2 separate regions of the Zea mays genome follow, and region 1 is linked to region 2. A link is a contact called in public Hi-C data. All regions are on one chromosome and are shown on one strand. The core of a region is the stretch at or near the end of the contact, and the rest is flanking DNA. Distances in the headings are between cores, read along the strand shown.

Region 1 (4,716 bases), core at 1,245-3,744, 370 kb before region 2:
TACGATAAAGAAAAAAAAACTCTGTTAATGATGGAGCGCCTAATCATATATAGGGAGGAGCTTTGGTCTAGAAACGGACGTGTTCGTCTAATAATCTTGGTCGGGTGTGAACACTGCCTGGACACTGGACTAACGAAACCGAGCGGAGCTCTTTGCGACACACTGCTTTCCCAAATTCGAGTCGCAACTTTTTAACGAACTCGGCTTTTTTGGTTTAGGTCTAATATATATATACAGTATAAAGGAGCATCGTGATAAAACCTTCCTCTTCCTTGTGAATTGTGATGGCGAAAGGAAACGCAAACTCTGGTTAAACTCGCTGTCAGTCGAGCTGGCGGCTGGCCAGGTGCAAAAGCAACGCAACGCAGGGCCATGGCGCGGAGCCGCCGGAGGGCCCCCGCGACGGCCCGACAGCGAGCCCTGGTGGCTGACAGCGAGAGAGACCCACCGACAGCGAGCTCCACTGGTGACTCGCTCGATCGCAAGCGGAAGCCGATTAGGCACCGGCAACTCTCGCCGCCGCCGCCGTCGCACTCGCTCCCTCTCCCTCCCTCCCTTTTTTGGCCGGTTTCAGGTGTCTCATGTCTCCAGCCGCGTCGTGGCCGCTGAAAGCGGTGGCATGGGCCGGCGGCAGGCAACGGTGTGGCGTGGTGTCTAGTTGTGTCTTCCTTCGCTCCGCGCGCGCCAGAGCTTCAGCTCGCGTACCGGTAGGACTCCGCAGGCAGAAGCTGTTGGTTGCACCGCGAATTTGCGATCGAGTGCAGTCTCCAGCTGCCAACGACCGAAAGACGCTGTTAGCTGTGTCGCAGTTGGAGGAGAGTGGTCAACAAATTCGGTGAGCTAACCTCCTTGTCGTTTCGTGCTTGACGACCAATGGAGGACGAAGTGCTCTACTCCAGGCCCAGGATCCACGCAAATTCTAACTATTCTTACTACGCATTAGCTTGCAGTAAGTATTTTGATGACATCGACGAGTTGCGCATGCATGCTTGGTACTGTAATGGTAAAGTAAAGTTGTCCTAGCTAGTAATTACTACTCCTACTATATAGTAGCGTTTGTTCAGAGGCCGCAATGATAGATCGTCAAGGTGCCTAAAAACAAAGCACACCGCAGCGCCAGACAGGATTTCAGATCGCTGGCGCCTTTCGGGAAAGCTCCACCGGGCAACAACGACGCGTGGCTCTGGCTTTGCACATCTGATGCTTTTGGCCTTTGGCGCTGCGAACTGGAAAGAGACGAGGCTACCTGACGACACGCCTGCGAATTTCAGACGCGTGAAAAAAAAAACAGGGCCTGATATACTGTAATACTATATACTTCGCTGCAGACAGCATTCAGAAGCAAGGTACAAGCGTGGATTACCTGCGTGCGATGCGAGGAGAATTCTGTCTGAACCCGATCACACACACTGCCGGCGCTCTTCAACGTCAGAAATCACGTGGCTCGCACGGCCGGGCCTCTGACATCTCCACGAGTGACTCCACCTCGATCACCAAATCAGGAGGCCATGCGCCCCATGCGTCTCGTTGCCGTGATGCTCCGGCTGCCCGGCATGAGAATATGCATGAGGGACGCGGGTCCTCTGAATTTGTGCATTTGTGCAGTTGTGTCACTGCACGTAGGACCCACTACTGCTCAGTCCCGCGTGTCAGTGACCCATCGACAAATTCAGAGGATCCCAATCCATGCATGAGATGGCCGGCAGCTCAGACCAAGTGTTCCTGTTCTCTCCTCTCAATCCATCACGGCGCGGTCGGGCGTGCAATCGACGATAGTATCGTTTCCCACTCCAGTCATTTCAATCAGCAAAAGGGGTTTTGTTGCTTGGCCCCGTGTGGGTATGCAGGGGAACTGGCAAACTTCAACGTGCAAGCAGACACTACTATTCATTTTGTTCGTCGTCGTCATCGATGACACTAGTCCAAAACTACACAGCAAATGGACATTGATACGCCTCTCGTTTCTGTTCTCCACCTTCCGATGACTGCCGTGCCGTGGCCCGGCTGCCAGCGGCAAAGCCGTGCACACACGACACGAACCAACAAACCCCTTTCCGTTCGGCCCCAAGCTGTCAGCCTCAGGGCACCGCCGTGCCCGGCAAAAGAGAGGAGGCGGGCGGGGCGCCACATTTCTCAACGCCCTACCTACCTAACGCCCCCCCTGCCACTCACATCTCCCACCGTCCGTACCCATCAGACGGTGGATACACGCCCACGCGTGCCCGGTCTTTCCTACGCCGGAAGGAAAGAGAAACTCGCGCGACACGGCGGCGCCAACCCGATATCTCGCGGCGGGTGGGGGAATAGCCACGTGGGCCGCCGATCTCGTATCCGACGGCTCGCGCGCCGTCGCCAGGTAGATCGCCGTGGCAGGGCGGCGCCTCAACGGCTATAACTGGGAGAGGAAGCGCATGTTACCCGCCATCTCTGTCCCCCTGCTTCCTCTTGCCCCCCCACCCCACCCCACCGCCACCACCCACCCCTCGCCCGCAGGTGGGCCCAGCCTCCATCCTCCTCCTCTGAGAGCGAGCCGGCGGCGGCGAGCGGCATTGCGGGTTATCTGGTGGAGCGGGACATGGCGGGGTACGGGGACCGGCGATCGCCGCCGCTGGAGGGCATCACCGTCGACGGGGCCAGCAGGGCCCAATCGCCCGGGGCGGGTGCGGGGGCGGGGGCGGGGAGGCTGCCGCCGCCGCCAGGAGGCTTCGCGCGCGGGCTCATGAAGCAGCCGTCGCGGCTGGCGTCCGGGGTGCGGCAGTTCGCTTCGCGTGTGTCGATGAAGGTGCCCGAGGGCGTGGCCGGGATGCGGCCGGGACGGATGACGCGGATGCAGTCTAGCGCGCAGATGGGGCTCCGTGGCTTGCGCTTCCTCGACAAGACCTCCGGCGGCAAGGAGGGATGGAAGGCCGTCGAGCGCCGCTTCGACGACATGGCCAAGGGCAGCGGACGACTCCAGAAGGAGAGCTTCGGCAAGTGCATCGGTAAGCAAAGTGCTAGTGTGCTGCTTGCTCTTGCTCCATCGAGATTGCCTCTTCTGTCGGTTGGCCACATGCTGCCTAAGTGCTTGGTGTGATCCAGACTGGAAATAAACCCCAAATAATCGATAGTTGAGACGCTGATAAGAACCGCTAGGCGTAGGCACTCATATGACAGCAATTGTTAATATGTGCATCGAATCTCTTTCCTTGCTTTTAGGAATTCTTGTTTGCTTTACTTTTTTTTTTGAGTGTTTCAAAGAGCTCTCATGGAGTCATGGTACTGCAATGAACTGTGCCTGTTTCCACCAAGCCTACCTAACTGAGATGAGATCCACCGTCATTCGCTCCCCAAGGGTCTTCCCAAATCATGCTGAAAGAAAAGACTCTTCCCAAATTTTAATGAAGTTTCTCCCCAAAGTGGTCCTTTAGCACTAATCGGTCAGCTCGGACAAACAAGATTCTAGCTAGTAACGCCATGGGCCACCACCATGTAATTCTATCCCATGCTTTCATCTGCCAGCAAGCGTAAAATCATTTGCTGGCGAGCTGTTCGTGTTGCTGGTGCCCGTGGCGTGATCAATGGATGATCCGTGGCTGACTGACTGATCTCATTCCCAAGGCATGGGGGACTCCAAGGAGTTTGCCGGCGAGCTGTTCGTGGCGCTGGCGCGGAGGCGGAGCCTGGAGCCGGAGGATGGCATCACCAAAGAGCAGCTCAAGGAGTTCTGGGAGGAGATGACCGACCAGAACTTCGACTCGCGGCTGCGCATTTTCTTTGACATGTAAAGCTCCACCGCGCCCTCGTTCCCGGCCCAACGGACATGTTCATCGTTAGGCTACTGATAAAACGAATTCCCCTCTGCGTCTGACTCAGGTGCGACAAGAACGGCGATGGGATGCTCACGGAAGATGAGGTCAAAGAGGTGAGCGACGGCAACTTTTCGCGATTTGGATGACCAAATATTTAGGAGTGGACGAACTTATTAAATTATCAACAAATTAATTTGTTTTTTAATTTGTTCCCCCCGGCAGGTTATTATACTGAGCGCGTCAGCGAACAAGCTAGCCAAGCTGAAGGGTCACGCCGCGACCTACGCGTCCCTGATCATGGAAGAGCTCGACCCGGACGACCGCGGCTACATTGAGGTCGTGCTTGCAGAAACAACATTTTGCTTTCTGTTCGTATCCAACAGCGATAAGTGGTACGCGTTGCTTATACAACCAAACGGTGTGATGCAGATTTGGCAACTGGAGACGTTGCTCCGGGGCATGGTGAGCGCGCAGGCTCCCGAGAAGCTGAAGCGGACGACGTCGAGCCTGGCGCGGACGATGATCCCGTCGCGGTACCGGAACCCGCTGAAGCGGCACCTGTCCAAGACGGTGGACTTCATCCACGAGAACTGGAAGCGGATATGGCTCGTGACGCTGTGGCTGGTCGTCAACGTCGCCCTGTTCGTGTACAAGTTCGAGCAGTACAAGCGCCGAACCGCGTTCCAGGTGATGGGCTACTGCGTCTGCGTCGCCAAGGGTGCCGCTGAGATCCTCAAGCTCAACATGGCTCTCATCCTGCTGCCCGTCTGCCGGAATACGCTGACGACGCTCAGGTCCACCGCGCTCAGCCATGTCATACCCTTCGATGACAACATCAACTTCCACAAGGTCATCGCGCTGTCCATCGCGATCGCCACAGCGATCCACACGCTCGCACACGTGACCTGCGACTTCCCAAGGCTGATCA
Region 2 (4,796 bases), core at 1,788-4,287:
GGATCCAAACACCCCGTAAGATTTTTCATGTCCAGAATTTGCATTGGTCTTTGCTCATTGCCCTTCACAGATATTGGCAATCCGAGCACAAGTGGAAGAGATCGATGTAGATGAAGAAAGTCTTGCCTATTTAGGCGAGATCGTACAGCAGATAATCTTTGAGGTTTGATTTGTGTGTGTGTGTTGTTATTTGGTAATTTCCACGAATACCTTGGATTAGTTTTCAAATATGAGTTAGAAGACTCAGGTCCTTGGAAGTTAGGCATGTATCTCGTTGGTCTGATCTGTGGCGTGCATGATTTCCTTCATTTTCAGAATCGATCTCACTGTGGCGTTCGGTATCACAAGCTGATTTCTCCTCCTCCTCCTCCTCCTCCTCCTCCTCCTCCCTTCATAGCAAGTGAGAAATGATGATAACAGATCTTTTTTTTCTCCCTCTTTGCAGACATGCTATTCAGTTACTGTCACCCTGCCAACTTGGTTGCAAAGACTAACTAGTAAAGGGAAAAGATCTGCAAGGTATATCTACCGAGCTTTCACTACCTGCAAGTATTTGCATCTCTGAGCTTATGTTCTCTATGAGGCTGATCTTGAGGAAGCTAGAGGTCTCTGTTCGGATGCCCAATCCTCGGCTCGTCTGGCCCAGGAGCAACAGGACAGATACATCACCTAGATTTTTCCTGTTGTTGAAAGCTCGAAGAAAATGTAGTTGCCAGCTCAAAGCCATGCTGTACTGCATCGATCTGCTCCACATGTTCTTATAGTCTATTCAGTCTTGGAGAGCACGTTTGGGAGAGATTATTTTTTTTGTAGTGCCTGCTTATGGCTTGCTTGTCCACATACTGTTCACTGATTAGATTGACCACTGGTGCGTGAATTGTCCTAAAAAACACAGCCTATATTTCTTTACAGAGTGTCTTCTTTTTTTTTCCTCCCCCTGCTGGTATCGCTCTGATTCCATCCGGCCATCGTTTTCGTGATTTCCTGCGGCAACGCGAAGCGTCTGCGGAGCATCGATCCTGTCAACGTTAGAGACCGCCGGCGACGGCGAAGCAGCGCGCTGCAACTGTCATCTAGTACCGCGGGTGTTCCACTTCCACCGTGCCGGGCCGAGCCGGGTCTTTTTTTTTTCTTCTGTGCCATGATTGGCACCGAAACGTCCGTGTCCAGACAGCGAAACGCTGCTGCTGCTGCATCCCGTGCCCGGCCTGGAGGCTGCTCTCGGTTCTCCTTCCCTCCCCTCCCGGGAGTCACCCGTTAGTTACCCTAGCCGAGCTATCTCATCCTCGCCGCGACGAGCTGCAGCCACCGGCGGATCGGAGAAAAAGCAGCACATGCACAATGCGGTTTAGACTTAGTCCACGGCATCAGCAATTCAGCACCACCGGTGGCCGTGGAGTTTTTGCGCGCGCGGCGAAAAGCCAGAGAGAACTCGGGGGGGCGGGGGGACTGACTCGCACGGCACCGCCGCCCGCCTCACGCGTTTCCTTCCTCCGGCCGATCCGCGCCCCCATCATTCCGGTGCAGTGCGCGGATCGGGCGACAACGACGACGTGGGGTGGGGGGCTGGGGGCGGGCCGGCGCCAGGGAAGCCGCGGGAAATGACGCACGCGCTGACACCAATTCGCCAGCAACACGACACGCCCGGCCGGGCCCGGCCCGCATCACAGCCGCATGCTCTCGCCAGATAACGCGCGCGCATCGCATCGCATCGCATGGGTCAGCCGGTTTTAGCGGCAGCCATGATTCCGATCGCACGTAGCCGTAGTACGTAACGGGCCTGCTAGCTAGCTTTTAGCTTCGTGTTCTCCAAGAAGAAGAAGAAGCGGCGGCGGCGACGGCAGGACCGTCAAGCTGGGGCCGTCGGAGCTTGACACCACCAAGTACCGAGACCTCAAAAGGCTTTTCGTACTGGGTGCATCGCACCTCGCCGCTCGGCGATCGCTCTCGGCCGCCTTTTGTTTCTACGTGTACGTCGCGGCGCCCGGAACTCGAGGACGAGATCGGACGGGCCTGTGATCGCGGTGGATAGGGGGGGGGGGGGACTCGAAATATCTCACGCGCGCACTGTAGTAGGTGACCGGTCCCTTGGCCTCTGCCTTTTCTTGTTCTCCCGGGCGCATTTTTTCTGTGGCGTGCGTGGCGTGCATGGAATAGAAACATGGATGACGCCTTTTCGGTTCCCGCCTTCCGTGTCTCGTCTCGGGTCGCATGATTGCACGTAACAGTACCTAAGCGAGAAAGAGGGCTAGGTGGTTTATACCGTTTGGTCTCCCTCCCGGCGGATGGATGGGATCTGACGGCCGTCGTACTGTACCCGGTGTGGGTCAGTCGTCCAATTATCTGTACGGACGCAATTTCGCCCGCCAAAGGGGAGGCGCCGCGTGGCGGGAGATGTGATGAGAGTGGGTGGGCTATGCAGCCAGTGGCGAAAGAAAGCCGTGCCACCCGGCCGCGGCTCCCATATTCCAGGAGCGGCCAAGGCTCCGTATGATGGAGCACTAGCAGTAGTGAGCACCCGAGACAACAGTATGAACAGCAGCGAATGTGTTCGCCCTCTATCCGGAACGTAGGACAGCCTGCAGCACTGCGAACCATTTTCAAATTCAAACAGGACACGCGCTTTTTTGTTTCCACATGTTCGCCACGCAGGGCACGGTCAAATTATCTTGTCGCCTAGTGCGAGGGCGAGCCAGCCAAGACAACCGCCGGCGCGGTGAATGATCCGACGGTCCTCAAGTGGACGCGCCTCCGCCGATCGGCTGAAAGGAACGGCGGAGGGTTGGCAACCAAGTTTCACCACAAACGAAAAGGGTAAGGCGAGGCGAGGCGTGGGCCCGCAAGAATCCCCTCCCGCGCCTCTCCGCGAATGGGGAGGCGGCACCCACGTGACCGGCTCGACCCCACGCCGCCCTCCCTCCCTGCCTGGCATGCGCATGCGCCCGATCGCGCCATGTCTCCCTCTCCTCCCGCGCCTCTATTTCTACCGCCCCGCCGGCGCTACCCGCCGCCCGCGCTCTCCATCCATCCCCGTCCCCCGCGATCGCCGAGCTCTACCTCCTCCAGCACACGTCCCGCGGCAGCATCCGTCAGAGAAGCTAGCTAGCGCTTCGATCCCCGATCCGTGTCGTAGACGACAGCGGGGCCCCCCGGCGGCCGGTTGTTTCTCGCAGCTCGGCCGGCGGCGGCCATGGACGACGACGCCTCCTCGTCTCCGGCGGCTTCGTACATCAGACTGGTAAGTTCTGCCGCGCGCGCGCGTGCGCGGACTATCTTCCGCGCCCGGCCCGTGCATTGAGAGTACGGTTCGATTGCCTCTTGTGCTGGCGTGCACGCAAGGTGGTGGTGATTGATGCAAGCTAGGTTCTGTGCGTATTATTGCGCACGCATGTCTGATATCCAGGTGCAGCATCTGATCGAGAAGTGCATCTGCTACAAGCTGAACAAGGAGGAGTGCATGGAGACGTTGGAGAAGCACGCCAAGATCATGCCCGTCGTCACGTCCACCGGTACGTCGTCGTCGTTTTCTTCTTCTTCTTCTCGATGGCTATTCTTGTTCTACTCTCGTGTTTCCACTTCGGCATTATTCTTGCAAGCGATTAACCAAGATTCAAGAGTATAGCTAGCTAGCGTTGACGCCAAAACCTACCAGCAGCCGGCCGTACGTGTCATTGACGATTTCTTCTTGGCATTATATATATGTATACGCTGCCAGTGTGGAAGGAGCTAGAGAAGGAGAACAGGGAGTTCTTCGAGACGTACAAGAAGGATCGGGGAGGAGGAGGAGGAGGCCCCAGGAACCTGCAGGAAGCGGCGGCTGCTGGTCACCATCCTCCTCCGCGTCTCCAAGTCCAACAGAGCTGCTGCTCACAAGAGCCGGCGCTGGAGCAGAAGAAGCACCCACCATCTGATGGAGTACAGGAACATAATCGCGTCGTCGTGGAGAAGGAGAAGAGGAAGCAGGACCCACCATCGGCGTCGGCGTCGGCTGATGGACAGGAACAGCGCGTCGTGGAGAAGAAGGAGAAGAGGAAGGACCCGCCGTCTGATGGACAGGAACGGCGCGTCATGGCGAAGGAGAACAGCCGGAAGGATCCTTCCGCTTCTTCCAAGAGATCAGACAAGGACAACGACTAGAGCTCTCGCTCGCTCGATCAGCCGTGCCGCTCCTGTGGCTACGATCGAATGTGGTCGATGCAGGAGGTACGGTACATCTATCGATCGAGAGAGAGAGCTGCTCTCTCTAGCTATCTATAGACTATATATATATCAGCATCGGTCGCCAGTGTGATTATGTGTGTAGGAGGCTGCATGACCATGTGTATTATGGGTAGACAGATTGATTAAACCTAGTATGATCCAGATCTCAGGACGATCGAAGATTCTCGATCTACAGGCGCCGCCGTACCGCGAGCAGGGGGAGGGAGCGACGGACGGTGTTGCGCTGCATGCGTGTGGGCCCTGCACACGTGGCGGCCGGGCGAATATTCACCCGGCTTAGCGTGTTTGAAGGACACGACACGACTGGTGGAGGTGGTGGTGGTTACTGTCAGAAGAAAGAGGCCGTTCTTGTCCCGGTGGTCGGTCTCGCGTCTCGACGTACGTACGTGCTCTGCTCTGGCGATCCGTCGAACAGACAGGACGGCCGGGCGCCGGGGCCAAGGCCAACAAAGCACGCGAGATTTCTTCCTCCCCCAGGCCCAGCCACCCTCCTTTTGGCGCCGGGCGCTTCTGAGCAGGACGTCTACGGTGGCTGGCAAATTCCCAGGCGTGCGCGTGACGTCTTGTTTGGTCGG

The links. Hi-C and Micro-C count contacts between places; a contact is called where the count stands out from the background.
Region 1: a contact with region 2 is called in a Hi-C map of bundle sheath, with 2.6 times the contacts expected there. The contact joins the promoter of LOC778438 here to the promoter of LOC100275821 in region 2. A contact is called at or near these places in 2 of 25 Hi-C or Micro-C datasets (bundle sheath and endosperm).

Annotation. Positions count from the first base shown.
Region 1 is chr3:187,161,833-187,166,548 of Zm-B73-REFERENCE-NAM-5.0, reverse strand. LOC778438 reads left to right here and starts at 2,494. Exons shown (of 14, transcript NM_001112460.1): 1 at 2,494-2,981; 2 at 3,598-3,760; 3 at 3,853-3,901; 4 at 4,011-4,124; 5 at 4,218-4,716. The coding sequence starts at 2,576.
Region 2 is chr3:186,795,351-186,800,146 of Zm-B73-REFERENCE-NAM-5.0, reverse strand. It overlaps LOC100275821 (plant-specific domain TIGR01589 family protein expressed), which reads left to right and starts at 3,037. Exons shown (of 4, transcript NR_175400.1): 1 at 3,037-3,238; 2 at 3,404-3,509; 3 at 3,716-4,203; 4 at 4,364-4,796.